Linked DNA regions of Mus musculus: region 1 is linked to region 2. Evidence: chromatin contacts called from public promoter capture Hi-C data. All regions are on one chromosome and are shown on one strand. Each heading gives the region's core, a stretch centred on a gene start, on an enhancer-like site or on the middle of the called end of the contact. The rest is flanking DNA. Distances are from core to core; before and after follow the strand shown.

Evidence for each region. Promoter capture Hi-C pulls out the DNA fragments that hold promoters and counts their contacts.
Region 1: a promoter capture Hi-C map of liver shows a contact between it and region 2, with 2.2 times the contacts expected there. The contact joins the promoter of Fbxl21 here to the promoter of Sfxn1 in region 2.

Annotation. Positions count from the first base shown.
Region 1 is chr13:56,520,313-56,525,008 of GRCm38.p6, reverse strand. It overlaps Fbxl21 (F-box and leucine-rich repeat protein 21), which reads right to left and starts at 2,537. Exons shown (of 7, transcript NM_178674.5): 1 at 2,387-2,537; 2 at 1,406-1,499.
Region 2 is chr13:54,068,922-54,073,314 of GRCm38.p6, reverse strand. Sfxn1 (sideroflexin 1) reads right to left here and starts at 1,470. Exons shown (of 11, transcript NM_027324.5): 1 at 1,383-1,470.

The sequences.
Region 1 (4,696 bases), core at 1,288-3,787, 2.5 Mb before region 2:
ATATGTGTATGTATGTATGTGTTGTATGTGTGTACATGTGTGCATATGTATGACTGTGTATATCTATGTGTATATGTATCTGTGTGTATGTGTGTATATGTATCTGTGTATATATGTGTATGTATGTGCATATGTGTGTATATGTATGTGTATGTATATGTATATGTATGTATGTGTGTTTATGTATCTGTGTATATGTGTACATATGTGTATGTATGCATGTGTTGTATGTGTGTACATGTGTGCATATGTATGACTGTGTATGTCTATGTGTATATGTATCTGTGTATATGTTCATATATGTATATGTGTGTATGTGTGCATATGTATCTGTGTATATATGTGTACGTATGTGCATGTGTGTGTATATATGTATGTGTATGTATATGTATAGTAAAGGAGCAGAGGCTGGATTCTAAACTCAGAGACAGAAGACATCCATACAGTATGTTTATAACTGTTTCACTTAGTAGACTACAAATAGTTTAAATTTTACTAAATCTAGAGAAGCTATCCCTGGTATAAAAGCTTGCTAGAAAAGCAGTAAAGACAACTAAAGACTTTGTCCAAATGCCAGGTTTTGTGTAACTATCTTATAGGTCTCTACACAGGGACTGTGTTATGTATTAAATTGGTTGTCTATAACAAGAATTGCTCAATGTACTCAACTCATTACATTGCCAGTTTAGCTAACCATCCGTGTTATTAGGAGCTGAAAGATGGTTCAGTGGTTAGGAGCACTTGCTGCTCTTACAGAGGACCCAGGTTTCATTCCCAGCACCCACACATGCACCAGGCACACACGTTGTACACAGACAAAGATGCAGGCAAAGTACCAATACAAGCACGTAAATCTCTTAAAGATGTTATATTGATACCAATAATTTAGTCCAAATGCATGTTAATTTTCTCCTTACATAAATTATTAAAGCATTAACTACCCTCTCAATTACAAACTTCATATAGCACACTGAAGTAGTAGTTTTAGAATGTAAGATAAATTGATTTTATTCTTTAGAAGTACTTTTTGACCATGTGTTCATTATTTACATAATATGAATCACATTAAATTATTTATGAATATGGACCACCACTTGGTCATATTGCATTCCCATTTAATTTTTTTTAGATCTGTTTATATAAAAATTCTATCTTAAATATATGGGGGCATTTATTTAAAAAGCCTGATTTCTTTTCATGTTAAGGAAATGGATCGCTTCTTGTTTGTTTGTTTTTGGTTCTTTGAGACAGGGTTTCTCTGTGTAGCCCTGGCTGGCCTGGAACTCACTCTGTAGACCAGGTTGGCCTCTAACTCAGAAATCTGCCTGCCTCTGCCTCCCGAGTGCTGGGATTAAAGGCATGCACCACCACTGCCCTGCAATGGACCACTTCAAGGCTTTCTTACCTGAAGGTGGCTTCCAAGTTACAGTTACTGCTGAGCCAATGAAATGACACTGCCATGGGGTAATCACCGACACCCATCTGACTTCACTTCCAGTCTTGGAAAAAACCCACAAAACCATCATTTGGGCATATAATCATTTTATGCTTAGGTTATCTGTAAGTCGTTATATACATTAAGTGATTTTATTAGTAGGTTATTAATAATAGAACAGTTTTTTTGCCCATATGAAAACTAGTTTGTAGAAATATCACAACACTCTCTAGAAGTTACACTGGAAGCTATACTAAGGCTACATATCAGGCAGAAAAGCACTCTAAAAATTCACATTTTACTTAATATCTATGAAGAGATATCATGAAATTTGAAGTAGTTCATAATTACGTGTACTGGTTTATTAGCTGTATAAGTTGGCATAGCTCAAGCTTCTCTGTGGTATTAAGATATATTTACTTACAAAGTAAACTTCAATTTTTTGAATAGATAGATCTCATTTTTAAGTGCATCATCTGAAGACTCGTTTGTAAAATGCACTTGGATTGAAAACACCATTTGAGAGGCGAGGATGGCAGAGAGGCGAACAGAACTCAACCTAGACCATCCCTAGATGAGCACCGAGCAGCCTGCCCCATATCCAGGCAACCAGACTGGACCAGAAAGAGGACGCCAACCCGGGGCAGAGTTTAAAGTGTAAAAATGAATACAGATGGCATTGAAAATGTACCGCCCTAAAACTGCTCGGTGCAATTTATCTTACATCCTAACTGTCCTGAGAAACAGGGCTTGGGGTCGACCGGACCCTAGCTGAAAGCGGTGAGAGAGCTGAAAAGCCCCCGGGGACTGGGGGGATGGCTGGGCTCCGCACGCTCGGTTCCGAGCAGACTAGGTCTCGCTCCTGCCTCCACGGCCAGGCAGCTCTGGGGGTTCCTGCGGTTCGGCTCGCCCCGCCCCGCCAGCTCCCTAGTGCTGCGCCACAAATGTTACCTCCGAACGCGCTCCTGAGGGCAGCCAGCCCCAGGCAGGCCCGCCGGTCAAGCGCAGAACTCTGCGTGACGAACGCCAGCAGCTACCTTCTCAGGTGGGCGGGCTCCAGCGCCGCATAAAGCCGCGGACAGTGAGAGACTAAATGGGCATCACAGGCCAGGCCCCGCCTGCGCCACGCCCGCGCCACACCCCTCCAGGAAGCCTTGCCCCAGTGTGCTAGTGTTCAGCCTCTCGAATCCCCGCCCCCGGGAGTCTCGCTCCGCCCCCAGCCTCGCCCCCGGAAGTGGCTGCCTCTTAAAGATGCCCCGCCCCCGTCAATTCTGCCCCGCCCCCAAACGCTAAGTTTAAGTTCGGGGTTCACCGAGAGGTAGACCCTGACGCACGCCCGCGCCCCGCCCACTGATAAAAGCTCCACCTCTAGAGCCTCTGACTCTAGGTAGCCTCGCCCCGCCCCCAGCCGCTCTGTTGGAGCTGGAGGTCTCACCTAGCACATGCAGGTTCCTAGGCCTCTAGAAGTCCTTTGGTGGTCCCAGGGCCAGTGTGTGAGTGCTCCTCAAGGGATAAGCAGTATGCTTAGTGAATATTCAGTTAAATAACTGACCACTTGACCCAAACTAACAGTTCGAGTTTCCAGGTTTTAACTTGAGAAGGACACCCCACTACCATCATGCAGATGCTTGAGGGACCGTGATTGGAAGCTGCAATGATCGCCTCTCAGGTCCTGAGCTGCAGGCCAGGACTGCAGAAGGTCACCTGTGAGCTGCCAGCCTGCCAGCTCAAAAAGAATGCACAATGAGCTATGGATTTTTTTTTTTTTAAGTTTCAAAATATCAAGCCACACACAGCATTCTACGTTAACATCTAGCGTCACTCATACTCTATTTGTAATGACCAGCTTTATCACGGTACAACTGACAAATACTGGACACACCCTAGGTTTTGTTGCCTTTGAAACCATCATAGAGACAGGATAATGAACATACCATAGATGTATGTCTCCCCCAGATTCCTCTTGGTTCCTCTAATTCCCCCATCATGGTCCTCCCTCACCTGACATTTTAGATTAATTTGAAGTTCTTATTACAAATTGATTTCTGTGGTGTCTTGCTGTCAGCTCTTTTCCCTCAAGAGTTCAATTGACACAGATCTTGCCACATTTGCCTTCAAGTGATGTGGACAGACTTTTATCCCCCCCCCCGTTTTGTCCTAATTTGATCTCTTGTAGATTGTTTATGAATTCAGATGCATATGCCAGTCTAGACCTTTGGGTTTGCCAAAGCCTCTACTTTGTGAAATTCCTTTTGATCCATAGACTCAATGAGCCCCCTCTGCACTCTTGTTCCTCAGGGAAGGCTTTTCAGCTTAGATCCACCTTGAACCAGCATAGACTTGGGACTTCCACTCTGACCCACTATCGCTGAGTCCTAGTTACACATCTCACTACCCAAAGCAAGAAACTTGCAACTCCTGCCCCACCCCACCCCCCAGAAAGCAGCTGTATCACTGAAAAACCCACCCCAACTTGGGTTGACAACTCACTGGAAAGTTGCAAGCCTAGAGTCCTCTGCTCAGCTCCTAGGTAGTTCAACAATCAGAGAGACTTGTCTGCAGCTCAGAAGGTCTGAGTCTGGTTCATGACAGCTGTGAACTGCTTCTCTACAGTGGGGAGGAGCCTCTTGAGTGCTCAGATTCCATTTCCCAGGTATGCCATCATCTCTTTCCCTCCTAAGTCCTTCCTGGAGGAGCTGTTTCCGTTTCAAGGAAATATCCCTTATTCTGTGCCCATGGTTTTAGATCTCCTCTTTTCATGATGTCCCAAAGATCATGCGTCTTACACTTACAGTTTAGAAAAAATGTTAATTGTTGTCCTTGAATGAATATACCAATCCCACGGTCACTGTCCTTGCCCTGATCCTTTGTCCTCCTTGTGGTGGTCCTCTGGGGGCTCTCCACGGGGCTTTGCTTCACTTACTGGGGTTTTCGTCCCCAGCATCTTTTCAGGTTGTTCCCCAGGCATTTCTGTCTTCACTGAATTCTATTCGCATACTACATTTCCGTATTTCATTCAGACATTTGTGTTCTCTGGGACTTCATTCAGCTTTGTTTGTTTATGCCTTCTTTCATCTCTGTGAATGGAGTTATCGTCACACTGTCTGGATTCTTTGTCTGGAATTTCATCTAGGTCACTCTTGTTGAGGAACATTACCCTGGATGGGTAGAATTTGGAGGAGTCATATCTTGGTTTGTTGTTGTTGTTATTATTTGTGTTTTTACATTGGAACTTGCATATCAGGAGCTAGGTAGTTGACT
Region 2 (4,393 bases), core at 221-2,720:
TACAGAAAACTAAGCACAACTCTCTCCATTTTGCAGACCTTTGGCTGCACCCTTGAGTACACAGATGGAGCAATTCCTTATCAGAGCTGGGTGGGAATTAACAAACTCTTCCCAAACACTGTTATTGCTGTGAATGTGACAACCTCAGTCCTGGGAGGGGGGTGGGGTGGGGGGTGGGGAGGGGTGGCCTGAGGTTCTGGGACTTCCTGCTGAACTTCCATTTGTCCTCTAAACAGCTCTCCTTCACACAGCAAGCCTGAGTCCAGCATTCTAAGACCCACAAAGTCCTCTTCTTTACCTCAGTGCTCGCCTCTCTACTCCTGCCTCTGCCTGGAACAAGGACGGAGAGAAAAATCTAGGCAGTGGTTTTCAACCTTCCTAATGCTGTAGCCTTTAATACATGGTTTAGTGATTCCTCCAACTATGAAATTATTTCGTTGCCATTCCATAAACATAATTTTGCTACTGTTATGAATCGTCATGTAAACTTCTGATATGCAACCACAGTTGAGAGCTGCTGACTAGAGGCACCCAAAGTAGGTGCAGCAGATGAGGGATCAGGAGTGTGAGAAAACTATAAAGGGAGAGTCCCGGGTAAAGGCCCAAATTCTGAAATCCAGCAGAACTACGCTTTTCCACGAGGTCTCTCAATCGTCACATCGTCACTGAGGGACAAAGTGGAAACAATATATATACTCGGATTGCCTGGCTCTTCTCCCTGGCCAGCTGTGACACTTTAGGCAAGTTATTCAAGTTTTAATGCCTCAGTTTTCAAATCTGGATTATGGATTTGGCAGCATTGGATGAATACAAAAGTCAGAGATCTAACTCCGGAGGCACAGACCTTAGTGTGGTCATTGTCATTCTGGAGGCGGTTGAACCTGAGATGATCAGCAGGAACACGATGTGGGAGCTGAGGGTGAGGGTCCCACGGTTCTACCTGGGACACTTCGGTCCCTTGAAGAGATTAAGAGCTGGAGGTCGGCCACCAAGTGATCTCCACGCGGACCTCCGGGTCCCAGCTACTAAGAGCCACCTGGTCACCTGGCAATTGCGCGCGCCCATCCTCGTGGAGACAGTCCCCTGGCAGCCATCTTGGCCGCCTGCACCCAGCATGTTTCGTCACGCGGTGGCTAGGGACGCGTGGCACGGTGCGTGATGCTCCCCTTTCACATCTGTTCCACAAGATCAGTTCCACGCTGAGGCCTCCCTAGCCCCAGTCTAGAGCTGCGGACTCACGAGGTCCCGGGCGTACGTAACCCGCCTCAGGCATACCCCAGCGCGCACAGTGGACCCTACTGGGTCCCCTGCAGCCCCCGAGATTGCGCCATCCCGCGCGCCTCCGGCTCCCCGCGCGCGCTCCGCAGCCCCCCGCCACTCACCGCCTACCCGGCCGCCACCCGCGCCGCTCGGTCCCGTTCGGCGCCGCCTCCAGCTGCCGGAAGCGCCGCGGCCCCGCGCGCCGCCCCCAGGAGCGCGGCCACGACGCGCGCTCACGACGCGCGGCCCCGCCCAGAGGTTCCTGCCTCTGCCTCGGTGTCATTCATGGCTTTGGCTGCTGAGCTCCGCAGTCTGCGCACGCCCCATGTGCCCGCGCTTCTGCTTCTGGCCACACTGAGAACTCCTAAGTTCATCTTAGCCGCAGCCCGGGTCAATGCCACTGTTTTTCAATTTGGTTTTTTTTAGAAGACCACCCATCATCATTGTTCCTCCATTCATTTGGGCTAATGCTTCTTTTTTTTTTTTTTTTTTTTTTTCCATTTTTTATTAGGTATTTTTTTTTTTTTTTTTTTTTAAAGATTTATTTATTTACTATATGTAAGTACACTGTAGCTGTCCTCAGATACTCCAGAAGAAGGCATCAGATTTCGTTACAGATGGTTGTGAGCCACCATGTGGTTGCTGGGATTTGAACTCGGGACCTTCGAAAGAGCAGTCGGCGCTCTTAACCACTGAGCCATCTCGCCAGCCCCTAATGCTTCTTAAAATGGGGGAGCTTGGCACAGCCAGCCCTCTAAGAAAAACTAGACAATACAAGTGCCACCTTCAAAAGAGTCACTGGCTGCTGGACAGAGATGGGACCATAGGGGAGGTGCAGACCAGAGGTCATGAGCTTAGTCAGGTTGGACCTGGTTAGACCAGGTTGGACGATGAGGAGAGAAGCATAGAATCTCGGACGCATTCTGAAGGCCAGCACAATACAACAAATAACGAATTGCATTCTCTGCACAGGTAGATAAATCCCCTCCCCCTTTTTTTAAAGACAGAAATTCTACCCCAAATAACCTCTACAAGCAATGAGATTCCGAACTGAATTTGGATTCTGTGTGTGTGCGCTCACACACACGCGCGCCCATTGAGTGTGTCTGTCTGTATCCCAATAAGGTGACTGTAAAACGTATATGAGAAAACAAAGAGCCCAAAACAGCTAAAACACTTTGAAGGAGTAGATTGTCCTACAGTTACAAACACAGAAGAATGGTAAAAAAGAAAGGATGTGTTTGTACCAGAATCAATGAGGAGCTCCATCCAGCCAATCAGACATCCAGGACAGGCTGAAAAAAAAGGTCACCAGAGGGGAACATGGGGGGTGGGAGTGGGGATCAGGCTTCTACCTTTAGGGGCTTCTACTGTGGGAGACTGGCCCAGAAGGCCCTACTAACATTGTAAAGAAAAGCAGTGCTCCTTCTGAGTGTGGATGATGTGACCAAGGCCACACTGATCAAATTAAATACCCATAGGTCTAAAAGAGCTGTTGCCTTGGAGCCTTCTGATCCACTGCTTCAAGCTCCAGCTGCCTTGACTTCCACTGGGTGATGGACTGTGCTTTCCAACTGTGACCTAAGATAAACTCCTCCTTCCCTTGGGTGGCTTTTGTTGGGATGTTTTATCACAGCAACAGAAAAAGAAACCAAGACAGTCCCCACATTAAAAACTGGTCTAAGCCAAGAAGATAGTTTGTCTGTTACTGCTTTGTCCCATTGCACCGTGCTCGTTAAACATGTCCCTTTATACCTAGTACTGTCTTGCGTGAATTCTTTTACTGCCCAACCTCCCCACCATACCTGTGGCTCCTGAATATACTGCATCACAAGGCAGTAGGATACACTGCCTTAGACAACAGAAAACTAACTCAATTGCAAGTGAATTCATAAAACAAACATGGAGAGCAGAGCTTGGAGCAATATTTCTCAGACATTTTCAATGGTATTCATTATACTCAGAACTTCCATATGTCCTTAGTCTGATTCTAAAGCAGACTGAAAAAGGACTGAGAGAGAAAGCAAAGACCCAATGTCCTGACTGGTTTTCTAATCAACTTGACACATGTTAGAGTCATCAGAGAGGAGGAGTCTTAGTTGAGAAAATACCTCTATAAGATCAGGCTGTAAGCAAGCTGGTGGCACGAATTAATTTTTTAATTCGTCATTGATGGGGGAGGGAGGACCCGCCCATTGTGAGTCATGCCACTCATGGGAGTCTGGCCCTAGGTTCTATGAGAAAGCAGGCCGAACAAGACATGAGGATCAACCCAGTAAGCAGCACCCCTGCATGGCTTCTGTCTGCATCAGCTCCTGCCTCCAGGTTCCTGCCCTGTTTGAGTTCCTGTCCTGACTTTCTTAGGTGATGAACAGTGAATGATGAGGAAGTGTAAGCCAAATAAACCTGTTTCTCCCCGACTTGCTTTGGTCATGGTTTCATCACAGCACTAGTAACCCTAACTAAGACAACCAACAAAACACAAAAGGACTCTACAAAGAGCTAGTGTGTGTGTGTGTGTGTGTGTGTGTGTGTGTGTGTGTGTGTGTGTGAGAGAGAGAGAGAGAGAGAGAGAGAGAGAACCCATACATTGTAAACAAGTATTTAAGATAAATATATCAATCCACTGTGAACTTTGCAACAGTAGACTATCTAAGTTAACATCTTTGCAACAGTATTTGTAACTGAGGGCTATGCAAGCCACCAGGTTGGCAACAGAGCAGAAGGCATAGTAGAGACAACTTATCTGTTTTCTGTTGCTACAGTAACCATATATACTAACTTTAAAACCCTAGGTGGTACAACTGTAACAGTGTGTTCTGTCTCCGAGTCAGTGTGCTGGCTGGGTGTTTCTACCTCTTTGGTTGCTCTCTGCTTATCCTTCATCCCTACATGACTGATGGCTGTACTCATCTCTGCATTTGAGGGAGGCCTTAGGTACAACAGTGGGCTGACTTCACTCTGCTCTGGTTTCTTTTTGCCCATGGGCTGTACTGGGCATGTTTGCCTAGCAGGGAAACAGACGGGAAGGAAGATAGCAGAAGCCAAGACTTAGAACAGACATATTCCCATTTCTGCTGCAGTCTGTGGGCCCAAGCAAGTGGCAAAACCATGGGCCATTCAAGAGGAAAAG